Regions from separate parts of the Mus musculus genome. Here region 1 is linked to region 2. The links are chromatin contacts, called in public HiChIP or PLAC-seq maps. All regions are on one chromosome and are shown on one strand. Each heading gives the region's core, a stretch centred on a gene start, on an enhancer-like site or on the middle of the called end of the contact. The rest is flanking DNA. Distances are from core to core; before and after follow the strand shown. Region 1 holds the start of Hapln4 (hyaluronan and proteoglycan link protein 4). Region 2 holds the start of Zfp964 (zinc finger protein 964).

Region 1 (3,640 bases), core at 269-2,768, 430 kb after region 2:
GGCCAACTGTTTACCAGTTTTCTAGTGGAAACACAGTCATAACAGTTCCTACCTTGCCCAGAGACCTGTGCAGGCTGAGAGGTCTGCCTCAGGCAAGGTAAAGAGTGGAACTTAGACCTGTTCCTCTGGGCCCTGGGTTTCTTGGGTGATTGCCCAGTGAGCAGATGGGTAAAGCAAGACTGGCCGGCCCAGGCCCTTAACCAAGCCCTTGTACTGCTGCCGGTGAAGAGAAGACTTACTCCAGTCTAGCCTAGAAAAGCCATAGCATCTGGCTGTGGAGCCCAGGCTAGCCTCAAACTTGCTATCCTTCTGCCTTAGCCTCTCTTATACCTCCATGCCTGGCTTTCCCTGACCTCCTCCCCCACCTCCTCCTCCTCCTCCTCCTCCTCCTCCTCCTCTTTAACAAGGTCTTTGTGTAACTCTAGTTGTCCTGGAACTCTGTAGAAAATAAGGTCCTATGTATCCCAGGCAGGCCTTAAATTCCCACTGTAGCCCAAGGTAACTTTACTTTCCTCAATTAGTTATTTTGAGATAAGTTCTCTCATAGTAGCTCTGGCTGTCCTGGAACTTACTACGTAGAACAGGCTGGCCTCTAACTTACAGAGATCCGCCTGCCTCTGCCTCCCAAGTGCTGAGACTAAAGGCGTGTGCCGTCACAGAAGCAACAAATGAGGCTTCAAACGCATGATTGTCCTACCTCTGCCTCTTGCCTCTTAGCATGTTTTACCTGCATGTACCACCACAACTGGCCCAAAGATGACTTTAAATTCCTAACCCCACCGCAGCCTCTCTGGTGTTGAAATGACTAGCCTCCCTCTGGAACCCAGAACCACAGGCATGCTAAGCGATCCCTTCTCCAACTGAGCTTCAGCCTCAGCCTCCAGCTAACACATGGCCTGGAGATAGGCCAGGCTCGTCTCAAGCTTGCTGTCTACCTGCCTCTGCTGAGATTAGAGACTAGCTCCAAACCCCTTCCCTTTTTTCCTTCTCATCCTAGGCTGACCTCGAACCTGCAGAAGATAACTTTAAACTGCTGGTTCTCCTTTCTCCCTCCAGAATACTTGAGTAACAGTTGTGTGTCTCTACCATAAAATAAAGTGTGTTGGGGTGGCAGGGAGGCTCGTGGACTTGAGTCTTTCCTGTGCTGGCAGGAGCTGGAAGACTTGATTAAGGAGCTTGGCCGACCATCTTAGTTTACCCTTCTGCTCACTGGGTGGTTATATGGGACTCCTATGCGGCAGCACGCCTGTCATCCCAGGTGTGGAGTACCAGCTCAGTCCAGTGAAACTAGTCAACTTAGTCCTCGTGGGTGAGAGGTTGGGATGGGTCACTATTACAGTGCTCTCAATTCCCCGTGCTGGGGGGTGAGGGTTGTCCCACCCCCACCCCGTGCTGTGCGTGCGCACGCGCGCGCGGCACCTTTAAAGCGCCCTCCTCTGCTTGCAGGCAGACGCCCGGATTGCGCGACCGGCAGGACCAGCTGGCCAGACCGCTGTGCGCGTGCGCAGTTGGGGAAGCGCACTGGCCGCTCAGCAAGGGCCACGACCAGGATGGTGAGTGCCACGCTGCACTGGTTTTCGAATCTCACATTTGTCTCTGTCTCTCTTCTCTCTGCCTCTCTCCGCCCTCTCTTTTCCTCTTGCCTCCTCTTTCTCTTTCTTTGGCACTTTCCCTTTCTCTGCCTCTTCAATGTCTCCCCCATGTTTGGGGGTGGTGGTGGAGAAGAGCGCTCACTTATTCTTTTTCCGTGTCTCTCCCACTAGTATCTCCTTCCTCTACCTCTGAGTCTCTGCATCTCTGATCCTACACCTCTATTTTTGCGTCTCTGGGTCACTGTCTCTGAGTCTCTGGGTCACTGTCTCTGCGTCTCTATTTATGAGTTTCTATCTCTGCGTCTCTATCTCTGTGTCTCTGCATCTCTGTGTCTCTGAGTGCATCTTTGCGTCTCTGTCTCCGAGTCTCTGGGTCTCTCTCTGTCTTTGCCGCTGTCTCCGGGTGTCTGTCTCTGAGTCTCTATCTCTGAATCTCTTCCTCTGAGTTCCTGTGTCTCTGTCTCTGTCTCTGTGTCTCAACTCTGGGTCTCGCTCCCTCTATCTCTCCTGGCCTGGCTCAGTAGCCCGTTGCCCCCCACCTCTCCAATCCTGTCCCTCTATCCCCAACCCCCGCTCGTGCTGCCGGGCTTGCTGCAGTCTCCTGGCGCGCTGATAACCTTGCGGCCCCGGTCCGCGCTGCTGCTCCCCCTCCCGTGCGCTCCCGTAACGGGGGCAGGGACTTAGGGAAGACGAAAGGAAATCTCCTGACCCTCCGTCAGTTCCACGGTTGATTCGCGCCTGAGACCCTTTTGGGGAGGGCTGGCAGAGCTAGGGGCTGTTGGGGCAGTACAGCTGGAAGCAGCTCCTGTACCCGCAGGCGTGTGCTCCAGGAGCCCTCGGTCACCGCGCACTCTGGGCCGTGGCCTGGGGACTCCTGCTGCTGGTCCCCGTGCTCGCAGGGGCGCAGCGTGGCAGGAAGAAAGTCGTGCACGTGCTGGGTGAGTTTTGTGGGAAGCTCTGGTCATCCCCTGCAATCCCCAATACACGCGTGCGCGCGCGCGCGCGCGCACACACACACACACACAGCGGTGGCCTAGAGTGAACGATGGGAGTGGGATGGGGTGGCGGATTGCCATGGTCCCCTACATTCAATCTCTGAGCTCCTTTCCCATCCTAGACCCACATCCTCTCCCTGAGGGACCCTACCGCACCTTTGACCCCTGATTGGTCGCCCCGCAGAGGGCGAGTCCGGTTCCGTGGTGGTGCAGACGGCGCCGGGGCAGGTGGTGAGCCACCGCGGTGGTACCATTGTCTTACCCTGCCGTTACCACTACGAGGCGGCCGCCCACGGTCACGACGGCGTCCGCCTCAAGTGGACGAAAGTGGTAGACCCTTTGGCTTTCGCCGATGTCTTCGTGGCTCTGGGTCCCCAGCATCGAGCCTTCGGTCCCTACCGAGGGCGGGCCGAACTGCAGAATGACGGACCTGGGGATGCCTCCCTGGTCCTCCGAAATGTCACCCTTCAGGACTACGGGCGCTACGAGTGCGAGGTCACCAATGAGCTGGAGGATGACGTCGGCATGGTCAAGCTGGATCTGGAAGGTGACCACAGCATGGGCAGAGAAAAAGGGGTACAGTGGGGGGCAAACTGAATGAGGTTGTTTCGGTAGAGATTTTGTCAGGCAGGGGAATAGCTCATTTAAAAATTACAGCTCTTATTTAATGTATGTGTATACTAATATATGCCTGTGGTTAGGGCCAGAAGAGGCCTCCCTTCCCCTGGAGTTGGAGTTACAGGTGGTTGAGAGCTGCCTGGTGTCAGTGTGGGGAACAGAACTCTTTTTGGCTGGAAGAGAAACAAGGAAGAAAGAGGTCCCCCCCCTTTTTTTTCTTCCCTTCTAGACAAGGTCTCACCATGTAGCCCTGGCTGCCTTGGAACCCACTACATAGATCACGCTAACTTTTGTTGGGATAATCTTTTGGTGCACTGTGTGAAGGCCTGCCTAAGGCACCTTCTGATTAATTTAATAAAATCTCAACAAGCCTTGCATTTGCAGCGATCAGCATGCCTCTCAAGTGAAGGGATCAATGGTGAGGGCCATCCCTGG
Region 2 (3,276 bases), core at 110-2,609:
GCATTTAGAGTTCACCAGTTACAGATAAGCAGTAGGTGCTGGGCATGTTTCTTCCAAGCGCTGGCTGGTACCGGCCCATAATGAGACTTGGAGTTACCCATGGTTTACTATGTAACTTAAATCATGATAAGGAAAAGAGGAAGCCTCAAATCCCGAGTTATTCCTTAGATAAGGCTTTGTACCCTAAGCCAGGGAGATGGGAAATTTGAGAAAATAGCAGAACTGGCCTGTGAGAAACAAAGAACAGAAATTTCTCCCCCAGGGGGACTTAAAAAAAAAAATCTTGTGCCAAAATTCACAGCCGTTTTTGCCTTTTCTCTAAGGTTCCGTGTCTCTCTGAAGAACTGAATATTTAAAACGCCTTCATTTTTCTCCAGTCGCTTGGAATTTGTTATTATCTTATTTCCAGCTGTGAAGTTGAGCACAGAGGACCAGATACTGGACTGAATTATAAGTTAAGAGTTGTAAAATCACAGTACAGATAGCGTCTTAATAACTCTACCAGAAAGAGCTGATGAGGAGCCAGTGTGTTCTGGCCTCTAACAATGACCAGACTTTGTGCAACTTTAACTAGCCCAGATTTTTACAATGTAGACCAGGCTGGCCTAGAACTCACAGAGATCTGTCTTTCGCTGCCAGCAGAATGAGTGCTGGGATTAAGGGGACTTGTACCAACCACCAAGCCCCACTTGACAGACCACTATCAAAAATTTTGGCTTCCGGGCTGGTGAGATGGCTCAGTGGGTAAGAGCACCCGACTGCTCTTCCAGAGTTCAAATCCCAGCAACCACATGGTGGCTCACAACCATCCATGACGGGATCTGACTCCCTCTTCTGGTGTGTCTGAAGACAGCTACAGTGTACTTACATAAAATAATAAATAAATCTTTAAAAAAAATAAAATAAAATAAAAGGAGCCAGGCAGTGGTGGCGCTCACGCCTTAAAAAAAAAAAAATTTTTTTTTGGCTTCCCTGAATAAAAATCCAGGTCCACGGAATACATCATACCCAAGGTCCTATAACAATTCTAGGTCTGAAGCAAGAAATCACTACACTGGACGTTGAGTTGGTAAATGCACTGTGGACACCAACGACCCAAGACCAATAGGAACTAAGCTTTTGAGATCACCGAAGACTAAAGTACCCAGCAAGAAGCAGGCAGGTCTGGCTTTTATGCAAATCTCTCCCGAGCTGAGCGAAGTCGGGCCCTAGCCAATCAGGGCCTCCAGACAAGCCATCCAATCAGGAGCGCCAGGGAGCGGTGGGAGGCGGGCTCCATCGCAATCCCGCTGTGCATTCCGCTGGGAAGCGGAGAAGGCGCAGCGGGTTCGGCCCCCTTCGCTGTGGCCACTGCGGCCCGTAGCTAAGGGGAGCGCGGCCGAGCTCGAAGCCGCGCCATGGTGAGCGCAGGGCCGAAGTCCCCAGAAGGGGAAGAGCGGCCGGCTGAGCCGCGGGAGCCGGGGTGGTGGGTCCTCCTTGGGACTGGGGGAGGGGTGGGTCCAGCGTCTGGGAAAGTTCGGCTTGGTGCGAAGATTAGAGTTTAAAAGGCGAAGCCGCGAGCTCCCCCCGGACGGATTGCGGCTGGCCAGAGGGAGCCAGGCTGGCCCGGAGAGACGAGGGCAGCACGCTGCAGAGCCCAGAGCACCCGCGTGGGCGGGGTCGCTCGGTGCTGAGCTGGTCTGCCCACAGCTCCTTCGACGGCGCAGGTTTCTCCTAGTGCGGGTTGTGACAGCTTAACGTCGCACTCACTTGTAACCCTGCGTGCGGGCTTCACAGTAAACCCGCAGCTGTTGGAGGAGAGGGGACAGCCTGGGCTGCCCCAGGACAAGGGAGAGAAACGTGGAGCGGGACTAGCGAGTAGACGAAGTGGAGGACCCCTGCCGTGCGCTGCAGCTCTCTCCTTCCCCCTCCCTCTCTCCTACTTAAATCAGCCTTATTTATTGGTGTGTGTCCCCGGTGTGTGTGTAGAGTGAGGAAGGTGTAAGGTCACAGGACAACTTTATGGAATGAGTGCTGTCCTTCCGCGATTAACGGATAGAACTCAGGTTGTCACAGAGCCTAGTATAGTTTATTTTTTCTTTTCTTAAAAAATATTTACTCCTTCCCACCCACAGTCTGGAAGTTAGATGCAACAGCTTTGCATAGCATGCTGGGTAAGTGCTCTATTACTCCTTAGGCCTATCTGCAGCTTTATCCTATCTTAATGATAATTGCTTTTAAGTCAGTTTTGAAGTTGTGAATCATGAATCTCTGCTTTGCTCTTTCCCAGGGCTGTACCCGTATTCTAACATCCTTGCAATTCCATGACTTTCCGCAGCAGTTTTCAGTCTGACCAGGTGTTCACTGGTGTTCCTTAGGTGGTGTGACCCTGAGTGTTTCAAGGCGCTTACCATCAAGTGAACAAGGTTTTCCTTTTAGAACTTAGATTCTTGCTGAGCTGGTTGGGAGTCACCTTTCATCCCAGTATTCTGGAGACAGAAGCAGGTGGATCTCTGTAAGTTCTAGGTCAGCCAGGTCTATGTCGTGAGTTCAGGCAAGTCAGGATTACATAGTGAGAACCTATCTCAAAAGGAAGAAAGAAAAAAACAAAATACTTAGGTTCTTGGTTCCTCCGAATCTCTCTGTGGGTGGCATCTTTTGCTGCCAAGCCCAGAGACCTGGGGTTAATCCTTATAAGCCACTTGGTAGAAGGAGAGAATCGAGAACCACAGAATTTCTTTGAACTCCTGTCCCTTCACCTCATACATGCATCATGGCAATGCATAGCCACACATGCACACAGAAAGGAATGGTTTAAAAAAAAAACTGATTTTTTTTAAAGCAAGCTTTGCAGTTTTAAAACTACAACTTTCTTTTTTTGTAGTATTTTTTATTTTATTTTTTTATTTACATTTCAAATACTATCCCCTTTCCTAGTTTCCCCTCTGAAAATCCCCTATCTGCTCCCCTCTCCCCCTGCTCCCCAATGCACTCCCATTCCTGGCCTAGGCATTCCCCTATACTGGGGTGTAGAGCCTTCAAAGGACCAAGGGTCTCTCCTCCCATTGATGAAAGACTAGGCCATCCTCTGCTATATATATAGCTAGAGCCACAAGTTCCACCATGTGTTTTCTTTGATTGGTGGTATAGTTCCAAGGAGCTCTGGGGGTACTGGTTAGTTCATATTGATATTTCTCCTATGGGGCTTCAGACCCCTTCAGCTCCCTGGGTACTTTCTCTGGCTCCTTCATTGGAGACCTTGTCCTCCGTCCAATGGGTGACTGTAAGCATCCACTT

Evidence for each region. HiChIP or PLAC-seq counts read pairs in DNA pulled down with a chosen protein or histone mark.
Region 1: a FOXA1 HiChIP or PLAC-seq map of pancreatic cancer cells shows a contact between it and region 2. The contact joins the promoter of Hapln4 here to the promoter of Zfp964 in region 2. A contact is called at or near these places in 1 of 39 promoter capture datasets (cranial neural crest), 1 of 115 datasets of contacts at active chromatin or transcription factors (pancreatic cancer cells) and 1 of 9 other capture datasets (liver).

The regions. Positions count from the first base shown.
Region 1 is chr8:70,082,011-70,085,650 of GRCm38.p6, forward strand. It overlaps Hapln4 (hyaluronan and proteoglycan link protein 4), which reads left to right and starts at 1,519. Exons shown (of 5, transcript NM_177900.4): 1 at 1,519-1,553; 2 at 2,410-2,530; 3 at 2,772-3,134. The coding sequence starts at 1,551.
Region 2 is chr8:69,653,197-69,656,472 of GRCm38.p6, forward strand. It overlaps Zfp964 (zinc finger protein 964), which reads left to right and starts at 1,360. Exons shown (of 4, transcript NM_001177527.1): 1 at 1,360-1,400. The coding sequence starts at 1,398.